Linked DNA regions of Muntiacus reevesi: region 1 is linked to region 2. A link is a contact called in public Hi-C data. All regions are on one chromosome and are shown on one strand. Each heading gives the region's core, a stretch centred on a gene start, on an enhancer-like site or on the middle of the called end of the contact. The rest is flanking DNA. Distances are from core to core; before and after follow the strand shown. Region 1 holds the start of PHF8 (PHD finger protein 8). Region 2 holds the start of FAM120C (family with sequence similarity 120 member C).

Region 1 (5,046 bases), core at 2,372-4,871, 180 kb after region 2:
TTCCTGTTATTCAGGTCTTCTGCTCACATGTCAGCTTCTCCAAGAGGCCTTCCTCGACTATTTAAAATAGACTATGGGCTTCCCTGGTGGCTCAGATGGTAAAGCATCTGCCTATGCCAACAATGCGGGAGACCTGGGTTGGGAAGATCCCCTGGAGAAGGAAATGGCAACCCACTCCAGTACTTTTGCCTAGAAAATCCCATGGATGGAGAAGCCTGGTAGGCTATAGTCCATGGGTTACAAACAGTTGGATACAACTGAGCAACTCACGACTGAGCGACTATTTAAATCTTTGTCTCATAACTTGTTTTATTGTCCTCACAGCACTCACTGTAATTTAAAATTCTCTTACTTAACTCAATTGTCTTGCTCTCTGGAATGTGAACCACAGGAGGTCAGGGACCTTGTCTGAATCCTCAGCGTCTACAACAGTACCTTGTATATAGTTGTTGTTCAGTTGTTCAGTCGTGTCTGATTCTGTGCAACCCCATGGACTGCAGCATGCCAGTCTTCCCTCTCCACTATCTCCCAGGGCTTGCTCAAATTCATGTCCATTGAGTTGGTGATGCCATCCAACCATCTCGTCCTCTGTCGTTCCTTTCTCTTCCTGCCTTCAATCTTTCCCAGTATCAGGGTTGTTTCTCATGAGTCAGCTCTTCACATCAAGTGGCCAAAGTACTGAAGTTTCAGCTTCAGCATCAGTCCTGCCTGCCAATGAATATTCAGGATGGATTTCCTTTATGATTGAATGATTTGATCATTTACAGTAGGTGTTCAATAACTATATGAATGAATTGTACATGATTATTGACTGATCTCCATGAAGAATGTTAATACCACCAGGGCCAGGACCTTATCTGGGTTACTACTACATCCTCACACCTAGTACAGTACCTAGTGCATAGTAGATGCTCAAGAATTGTTGGATAAGTGAATTAATGTTCGACACACTCTTTAACCCAGCATATTCAGAACTGAACTTAGTCTCTTCTGCACAAAACCTGCTTTTCCTTCTATGTATCCTGGCTCAGTCAATGGCATCGTCATCCAGAAATGACACCCAATCCATAAATGAACTCACTCTCCTTTCACTCATTCATCTACTATTTTCAATTAGTCTCCTAGCCCTGGCTTTTCAACCTCCAAAATACCCCACTTATCTGATCATTTTCTACCCCCTGCTGCAACTATTCTGATTCAGGCTTCATCTTTTTTTCATGACTATTCCAACTGCCTCCTCTCTGCTTTCCCCCTTTTCTGCCATTTATTATGGAATCCTTCATAAATTTGTATGTCATACTCATACAGGGACCATGCTTAATCTTCTCAGTGTCTTTCAATCTTAATATATGTGCTGCTTAAGCAAACATCCTTCTGCCTTCGTGTGAAGTTAATAAAGCTTAGCTGCAGGGTTTGTCACCTGCCATATGGTTTTGTGGTTATATGTTTTACAAAGTTTACAAAGTGTAATTAAACTACAATTGGCTAAAATTGCTGTCCCTTTCTACTATGAGTTTTCCTGGTCACATTTTCCTTGTAGGTGGTGTTGGTGCCTCAGACATTTTTGAGATTCAGCTAAGTAGAAGTTGATTTGTGGGATAAATTTAGTTTGGGTTTAGTGGGGACATCTATATGTTTGTGGCTTTTCCATTTATAGTTATTACCCAGGTGTAAGAATGACTTCTAGAAAAACTTTACCTTTTAATGTAATTTTGCATTTGCAAGTCTATATTCTTTTCCTAATGAAATGAACCTCACAAACTGTATAAGCTTCAGGTCCCACTAAACCTGGATTGTCCTCTGCCTAAGCAACAAATGTGACCCTGTTGCTTCTGCTCAAAAACTATAGTGATTTCTTATTGCTTACAGCATAAAATTTAAGTCAACTTTTTTGTAAATGTTTTTCCATGTGTATCCATGCATTTGTACATAATGTTTGCTTGTGTGTGTGTGTGTATGTGTGTGTCTGTGCATGTGCACGCACTCAGTGGTGTTTGACTCTTTGCAGCCCCCATGGACTATATAGCCCACCAGGCTCTGTCCATGGGATTTTCCAAGCAAGAATACTAGAGTGGGTTGCCATTCCCTTCTCCAGGGGATCTTCCCCACCTAGGGATCAAACCTACATCTCCTATATCTCCTGCATTAGCAGGCAGATTCTTTATCACTGAGCTACCTGGGAATCCCATTTATACATCATAATCCTTTTACATACAATGTTCTTATTAATTTAGTGAACTTTTATATACACTCCAAGTCTCTCTGAAATCTTCCTTGACATCATCAAGCAGCTTCTGAGGCACTTTCTTAGCCTCATTCTACATTTTGCAAGAGGTATCTGTGTACTTATTGGATGCTGTATTCCAACCATTTACCTGCAGCCTTGTCTCCTGCGCTGGCTGGCAATTTCCCACTGCAGTGTACCTCTTTTTCATCATTCTATCCCCAGGGCCAAACCCCCTCATCACTTAGGAAATCAGTGTGCACACACGTGTTTTCTTTTCTAAAGCAGTGGGACCCATTAAGAAAATGAAATAGTAAGTGGATTCTTAGAGAATTTTCTAGACCGTCTGAGAAAACCAGCGCCACCCTGAAGCATGTGTGTGGAGTTCCATCCCCTCAACCTATTCTACTCCATCCTCAGGCTATAGTAAGAAAATCATGGGACAGGTATATGGAAACCCTTCAATTGTATCTGAACTGAACTAGGGGGGTGGTGTGGCTGTGAAAGTGAAAGTTGCTCCTTCCGGTCTGACTCTTTGTGACCCCATGGACTATACAGTCCACGGAATTCTCCAGGCCAGAATACTGGAGTGCATAGCGTTTCCCTTTTCCAGGGGATCTTCCCAACTGAGGGACTGAACCCAAGTCTCCCATGCTGCAGGCGGATTCTTTACCAGCTGAGCCACCAGGGAAGCCCAGAGAGGGTTGGGGAACACCAAAGAAGAGAGATTTCAGAGGGAACTGGGGAGTTGACAGAGGCTCTATGGAGGGACTGAGGGCAGGACCCCGGGGGTAGTAGAGTGCAAGGTTCAACTTTCTGGCTCTGAAACTCAAGCAACTTGGCTTCCCTAAGCCCGTGTCTTCACTCGGGGATGATAGCTTCTCTTGCAGGGTGAAGATTAAAGACCTGGAGACCCTGTGAAACAGGCCGACCTGCCGAAGGTGCTCAGTGAACAGGAGCCTCTGTGAGTACTCGCCCACCCCCCCCTCCCCCACGCTGCCGCCACCTATTAAGTTTGCGGCGCACAGTCATAGAGTTCACCCCTTCTCATAAGGAAAAGCTGGGGAGGAGTGAGAAGAGAGATAACAAGAGTATGTGTGTGTCTCAGTGTCTGTGTTGGTGGTGGGTGCTTAACTCCCTGCGTGCCCGGAGGAGGGGGAAGGCAGGGAAGGCTCTGGCCCCACTCAAAATGGAGCCAAGTGCCTGCCTCGCCTAAGATGGCGGCCCCTCCGCCTCTTGGTTCCGGGTCCTTGGCGTCGACTGGGTACCTGGGGAGTCCAGCGGGTCCAAAGGTGGCCGAGCCCCGCCCTGCTTCCCAAGGTGACGCTCCGCCCCTCGTGGCGTCACGCGGGAGCCGGGGCCCGCCTCTGCTGAGGTTACCTCGCGAGTCCGGACCTCATAAGATGGCGGTTGGGCCGCCTCCCCACGGCGGTGCCGCCACTCTCAACATGGTAGCTGTTTACCCCGTGTTTCTCCTGCTCTCTCCGCCCCAACTTCCTCGTTGTTTTGAATAAACTTTATTGACTACTACGAATTGCCTAACACCGCCACTGAGCATCTCCCAGCGACTTTCCGGACTGCTTTTCTCCAACCCGGCCGCCGGTTCGTCTCTTTCTTCGTTGGTTTGCTCGCAGCGATCTCCTGCCAGCCCAGCGACGCCGCCGCTAGCCCGTTCATTGGGCGGCCGCCGGACTAGGCCCGAGCCGAGGGCTCCAGTAGGCCCTAACGGCCGGGCCCGAGGCAGAGCTGTGGAGAAAGCTGCCCTGAAGCACCGCGGGGCGACCAGCGAGACCCAGCGGGTGGTTCGAGGGTAAGGCTCGCGAGGTTCGCCGCGTTGCCGTGACGATCCCACAATTCGGCGCGCGCAGCCTGTGGGGCCGGAACTGCCGGCCGAGCCTCCCGCTGATCTAGACGCTGAGGCGCTCCGGAGCGAGCCTGGCCGGCGGCAGTTCGGTAGGACTGAGCTGCGCGGGCTTGAGGACTCTCTGCAGCTTTACGGATGAGGAGGTCCCTGTAGGGTTCGGGACCGAAGACGTTCTTTCAGGTTTGGGGCAGGAGGAGGTTCCTGTCAATTTGGGAGGCGTGAGGAGATTCTCCTAAGTTTCGGGGGCTGGAAGGATATTCCTGTCACTTTGGGATCTGTGGTGAGATCACCTGTCAGTTTTAAGGGGGCAGAGGAATCTTGGTCAGTTTGAGGGGGGCTGTGAGGAGATGTCTGCCAATTTCAGAGCTGTGGGAGGAAAATCCTCACTTGGTTGCGGAGTGTGAGGAAATTCTAGTCAGTTTCAGGGGTTTTGAAGCGAACTATTTGAGTTTCTGGGGTGCAACAGAAGCCTGTCAGCTTTGAAGTAGTGAGTGAGCTGATCAGTTTTGAGGTTGAGATTTATTTCAGTTGTTGGGGTGATGAGACTCCCGTCTGGTCGTGGATGGAATAAGTTTGAAAGTGAAGGAGCAGATCATTTAAAACTCTCGGAACACGACCCCAGAACTGTGATTTTAGTTGGGCGCCTATTCTTGTCTGCCTCGTTCCTGTAGGCTGTAGGCATCGAGGTAATACTCGAGTAATCTTAGGACTTCCAGGGATCCCTATTCTTTCTCTTGTTGCCTCTATTTTTGGATTGAGAGAAGGGGCTTTTTCTAAGATACCCCCAGCCTCATCCTCTAGGCTGTCGTTTGCGTCATAATAAAGAGAGCCCTGGGAAGCAGCGTTGCTAACAAGGAGAGGGTGCAGTTAGAGATTAAAGGAGCTTCCTGAAAAGGCGTCAGATCTTTCCCTGAAATCCGGAAAGAAGTTATCACTGACCCAGGGGGCTGAAGGAGGT
Region 2 (5,516 bases), core at 252-2,751:
CAGTAAGAGCCCAGAGTCAGAATGATTGGCCAGAGACAAACTGAAAACTAATCCCATCACCATAAACTCCCAGACTGCGAGCCACATGGCAGAGCACTTCTCCTGGGTTCCCTTACCCTATTATTCTCTGCTCGGGTGCCGTTTCCCGATAAAGCCTCTTGCTCTGTCAGCACATGTCTCCTCAGACAATTCATTTCCAAGTGTTAAACAAGAGTTCACTCTCAGACCCTGGATGGAGTCCCCCTTCCTTACAATTATGTCTGGAATTGGAGCCCTTACTGCTATTTTCTCAAGAGCTCCCCAACAAATTGATTCATAGTGGTTGCAAATAAATGTCCTAACTATATGACATTGTAGCTCAAAGAGTACCAGAAAGGTACAACTTGTAGTTTAATTTGTGTTGATGCTTATATCCCTAAACAAAGAGATCCCGAGTACATTGGATATCCTATTTCACTTTGTCTCTGCATTACCTTGGGCAAATAAATAATGTAAATCTCACTATTCGTAAACTGGGGCCAAAAAACTCTTCCTCAAAGAATTATCTTAGCTAAAAGTTATGTGGATTATTACAGAACTAAGGTTATTTTACAACCTAAGATTATATTATTATTGTTATCCAGTGGCTCAGTCATGTCTGACTCTTTGCAACCCCATGGACTGCAGCACGCCAGGCTTCCCTTTTACTATTTCCCAGAGTTTGCTCAAATTCATTTCCATTGAAGTTGGTGATGCCATCCAACCATCTCATCCTCTGTCCTCCCCTTCTCCTGCCTTCAATCTTTCCCAGCATCAAGGCCTCACAGAAATGGTGGTGGTTATCATTTTTACCTTTCATATGTGTCTTTTTCAATAATGTGCTACCCCCGTTATTCCCTCCCCCCAAAGGAAAATTCTTTCTCCTTGGGAATCTTATAATACTTAAGCTGAATTAAAATAATCCACTTTACTTCCTTTCCCATGATGCATCACTACCCCCAAACTCCTTTTCCTGGGAAAGGCGATAAACAACCTGAAGAAACTCGGTGGATGTAGAGTTAAGAGTGCAAATCCTAAACGCTTATCACGCCCCGCCCCTTGATACCTAGTGAATACAAGGGTAGAAAAGGATAATTTAGTTCCAACTATTTATCCCGAAGCCTTTGAAGAGAATACAACTCCCAGGTTGCCCCGCTTCCCTGCCCCGCCCCCGCTACTCCACCACCCCCGCCTCCAGCTAGAAAGCGTGTACCACAGAGAAGAGACAATATGGCTCCCGGAGGTGGCAGGAAAAGGCTTTACCCCTCCTGAAGCGGTGAAGAGCGGCGGGAGAGGGATAAAAAAGAAGTGACTACAGCACGTCATCGGTTTTATCCTCCCAGCCTCTCCAGACTCCGGTCGGCCTCACCCCTTCTCTCCTCCCAAATCCAGTCAGCTGTCTCCTCTTCACCCTGCCCTCGTTCCCTCTCTAGCTCACCCCTCCCCTCGGGAATCCTTTCCCCGCCCCCTCGCCCCCCGCGGAGTGCGCACGCGCCCGCCCCCAGCTTCGCGCCCAGATCAGCGCCTAGCCTGCTCGCGCAGCCGCCGTCTCATCTGCCCACCGACGAAGCATGGGCGTCCAGGGCTTCCAAGAGTTCCTGGAGAAGCGCTGTCCCGGGGCCGTGGTGCCAGTGGACCTCCTCAAACTCGCGCGCACGGTCTCGCGCCAGCAACAGCAGCAGCACCAGCATCGCCAGCTGCCGCCTACGGCAGCCCTAGCGCCCGGGGCTCCACGCGCCGCCAGGGGCTCCGCACCTCAGCAACCGCCATTCCCGCCCGCCGCCTTGGGTGCCTACTCCGGGGGCGCGGGGCCGACTCGGCACCATCACCCCGCTCACCACTTCCACCATCACGGCCAGGCGCACCCCGGCCTGCACCCGCCGCCGCCGCCGCCGCCACCGCCGCCGCCCCCTCCGCTACCCGGGGCCCGGGTGCTTGTGGACGCGGGCTCAGCGCTGCCGCGGCTTTATGGCGGCTACCAGACGGATTGGGTGTGTGGCGGCCAATGGAACGCCATGCTGGGCTACTTGTCAGCGCTCTGTCAGGCTTGTGCCTATCCCGGCGGCGACGGCCTGGAGCTGGTGGTCATGTTCCCCGGGGGCCTGGGCAAGGACCGGCTGGCTGAGTGGGGCCGTCGGTGCCAGGCCGAGCGGCAGACAGCGCAACTGATCGTGGGACACGTGGGCAACAAGGGCACCCCTCCTCCTCGGGCCTGGTTCCTGCCACCGGCCTGCCTGAGCCACTGCGTGAGGCTAGCACTCATCCGCTTCCGGGTCAAGGTGAGGGAGGGGCCGGATCTCAAATAACTCGCCCCACACCTATTCCCTCTCAACTAAACACCTAACCACCCACCCACTTACCTTTTCTCCCATCTACCCACTCACCGCCCAGTCGGCTAACCCACTTGCTTAAATACCCTTGACCATTTTATCCATCTACCCAACCCTTCATACCACCCTCTACCAATTCGCTCACCTACATTAACCACATCTCTCTACCCATGTCATCCCAATAACCCCCTTTACCCAATTGGCCTGTCTCTAGGTTTTAGCAGAATGTCTTTTGTAGCTCCATCTTTCTCCTGCTGTTTTCTGCCTCAAGCTGCCCTTTTCAAATTTTGCAGTTGACATCCTTCTTCTGTTAGTCTCTTTCCAAACTTGCAGCAGATCAGTTAAACATGTTAATTGAACACCTTTCTTCTACAACTTTTCCCCGAATTTTGAACCATTGCTTCTTTTGCACCCATCTGTCCATTCAACCATTTTCATTTCAACCTATTTTTATCTCATCCTTCCTTAACCTAAACAAACAAACAGACAAGCCAACTAGTTCACTTTTCAACAAGTGTTAACCCACTAAGAGGAAGGGGTTTAGAAGACATGTGAGACATGGTTCCTGCCCTTGGAAAATCAAAATATACACATGAAACATTTATTCAATGGTATAAATGTGTTATGTGGTTACGCTTTATGGTAAAGATTGTAAGTATAGTACTTGTTATGGTGTATGTGTGTTGGGGGGCTATATCTGGGCTAAAATGCTCAGAGGAGGCTTCCTTGAAGTTGGACCTCACCTGGGTCTTAAAGAATGAATTGGATTTGAATTACTTACATGCTTGGGAAGAGGCTTCTTTAAAGGAGAGAAGAAAAGCAAGCAGAAGCAAATGGGAATATCAAGTATGTGCGGCCCTATGGGGGCCAGTCTAATCTCTGCATGGGGTCACTGCATATGGGGCCTGGAGAACAGCTTGGCAGCATCCCCAGTTCTTGGCACAACTGCTGTTGCTTTGTTGCTTTCCCATACTCTTAGGTTTCAAGTTCCTACGTGTAGGGAATAGCAAGGCTTGAGAATTAAAGGAGGTGGGCAGGAAGAAAAAAAAAAAAATAGTACAGGATTGAGTTGGACGGAACTACAAACCTATTCCCCAACCAAGGCTCTTGGGGATGTGCACACAGTCAGAAAACGACATGGAACTGGAATCATAAACTAAGGAAATGGTGCTGGAGTAATGAGGAGGAGAAAATCTCAGCTAAGAGATTGAAAGACCCACATAAAGAAACTTGCAGTGGTCATACAACTTGTGTCTAGAGTTCAGTCATGCTAGACTTCTTGTGCTCAGCATCTAATTTGTGCCTAGGCTGGATAGATTATAGCTGTTTTTAATAATTTTTTAAAAAAATTCAGTCACGAGCTATCTCAATACAAAGTGGGAGAAATATATATATCGGACTCCATTTGCTTGCCTTCCTGACTGGGCATTTTTTCAGTAGTTCGTCCATTCATGGCCATTCCTTACACTTTGTTTTCACTGCTACCACTCCACTTTTAAGGACTTTTTACCTCATTGTCATTATTAACTTGGTTGCTGTCAACAGTGACTAAGGTTGATGGAATACTCACTGTGTGCCAGCTGCTAATCTGGGTGCTTTATCAAATGAAAATTATCTCATTTGATCCTGACAATAACCTGTGAAACAGTATTATCCGTTTTCAAATTAGGGAACTGAGGCACAGGAAGTTTAGAAACTTGCCCATAGTCACCTGGCAATAAATGGCAGAGCTAGGATACGTGCCCAGGTGATCTGGCTCCAAAGCTCATGCTCTTAGCAAGAGTGCTCTAAGATGAAGCCTTCTAAAGTGCCAGTCAGATTAAATTATTTGCATATTGAACTAAAATCTTCTCTGGCTTCTGGGTAAAGACAGGTTTGGGGCTGTTTGTTATTATTCATTGAGTACCTATAGGCTAGGTAATATGTTGATTGCTGAGGATTCAGAGTGAAGTAAGGGGATCACTACTCTCAAGAAGGTCAGATTTTAGTAAACGAGACAAGCTGAAAACAAAGTTGCAGATACTGTGAACTAATTGCTCATGATTGAAAAATATGGTCCCTGTAGGGAGTATTGGTTAATTCTGGTTGAAAGTGTGAAAATTGAGGGAGGTTTCACAGATTGGTACTGAGCCTTGAAGAGGTCTGGAAAGGGTTCAGAGAGTGGACACAGATGTGGAGACATAAAATGACCTTTGAGCTCTGAATAGATTTTGATTAGAGGTTGGCGGGGTAGTTGAACACTGTGGGTTTGTGGTTTTCCAACTTTTTTGTTCATGCACATCATCAGCAAAAATTGAGAGGCAACCCTAAAATGACCTACTAAGATTCTTCATTACACATAGCCTGACTTTTAAAATCCCAGCAGTTCATAAAAAATATATCTTGGATTGGGCAGATGGATTGATAGATGGTAAAGCAAATGTAGTAAAAATGGTAGAGTCTCAGTTGTGATTAGTTTAATGTTCACTATGAAATTGTTTCAACTTTGCTATATGTTTAAAGTTTTTTGAAACTAGATGTTGGGGGAAAATTTCTCAGTAGTCATAAGCACTACTGTTTGCAAAATATATGTCTTATTTCCCATGCTAGATTATAAACAACTCTTTGATCTTTTCATAGTCTCTATAATAACTTGTTTGTTTTAGGTACAGGATATCTTTTTTTCCTTCAATGAAGAGCTTAGTGATCTTAATAGAATGCATTGTAGGGATGACTTTTTAAAAGTGTGTAGTGTGGCTCTTAATATGGTGAATTTAAGACTGGCTCCAAACTGCATCTATAAAATATCTGTAGATGTAATCAGTGACTGAAGTTTTCTCTCCTTGCTCTGGTCAGTGATTGTTGTTGTTGGAGTGATGGAGAACTTCTTGGTTTCTAACACAGACTTGAAAAGTGTTGGTTAATAACTGATTGTGATTTGCATTTTCAGGGGGCTGTTTCACTGTCTTGAAGATAACAGTTTTTCACTTGAATGATTTGCATGCCTTCCATTTCTTTTGACTGAAATGCTAGTGATTCAGTCCAAAACCCACTAGTGTATTTCTCCTTCCCTTGGTTCTGTTCTTGAGTCTAGGTCACAAGTTCGGCCTTTATTCCCAATCTGATTTTCATTTGTGACAGAGATAATAGAGTTAGAGGGATTAAATAAAAGATAAATTGCTGGGTTGT

Evidence for each region. Hi-C and Micro-C count contacts between places; a contact is called where the count stands out from the background.
Region 1: a contact with region 2 is called in a Hi-C map of muscle, with 7 times the contacts expected there. The contact joins the promoter of PHF8 here to the promoter of FAM120C in region 2. A contact is called at or near these places in 2 of 3 Hi-C or Micro-C datasets (blood and muscle).

The regions. Positions count from the first base shown.
Region 1 is chrX:49,744,760-49,749,805 of mMunRee1.1, forward strand. PHF8 (PHD finger protein 8) reads left to right here and starts at 3,622. Exons shown (of 22, transcript XM_065915390.1): 1 at 3,622-4,034. It overlaps LOC136154929 (U6 spliceosomal RNA), which reads right to left and starts at 1,366; the gene lies at 1,264-1,366.
Region 2 is chrX:49,566,561-49,572,076 of mMunRee1.1, forward strand. It overlaps FAM120C (family with sequence similarity 120 member C), which reads left to right and starts at 1,502. Exons shown (of 17, transcript XM_065914937.1): 1 at 1,502-2,297. The coding sequence starts at 1,590.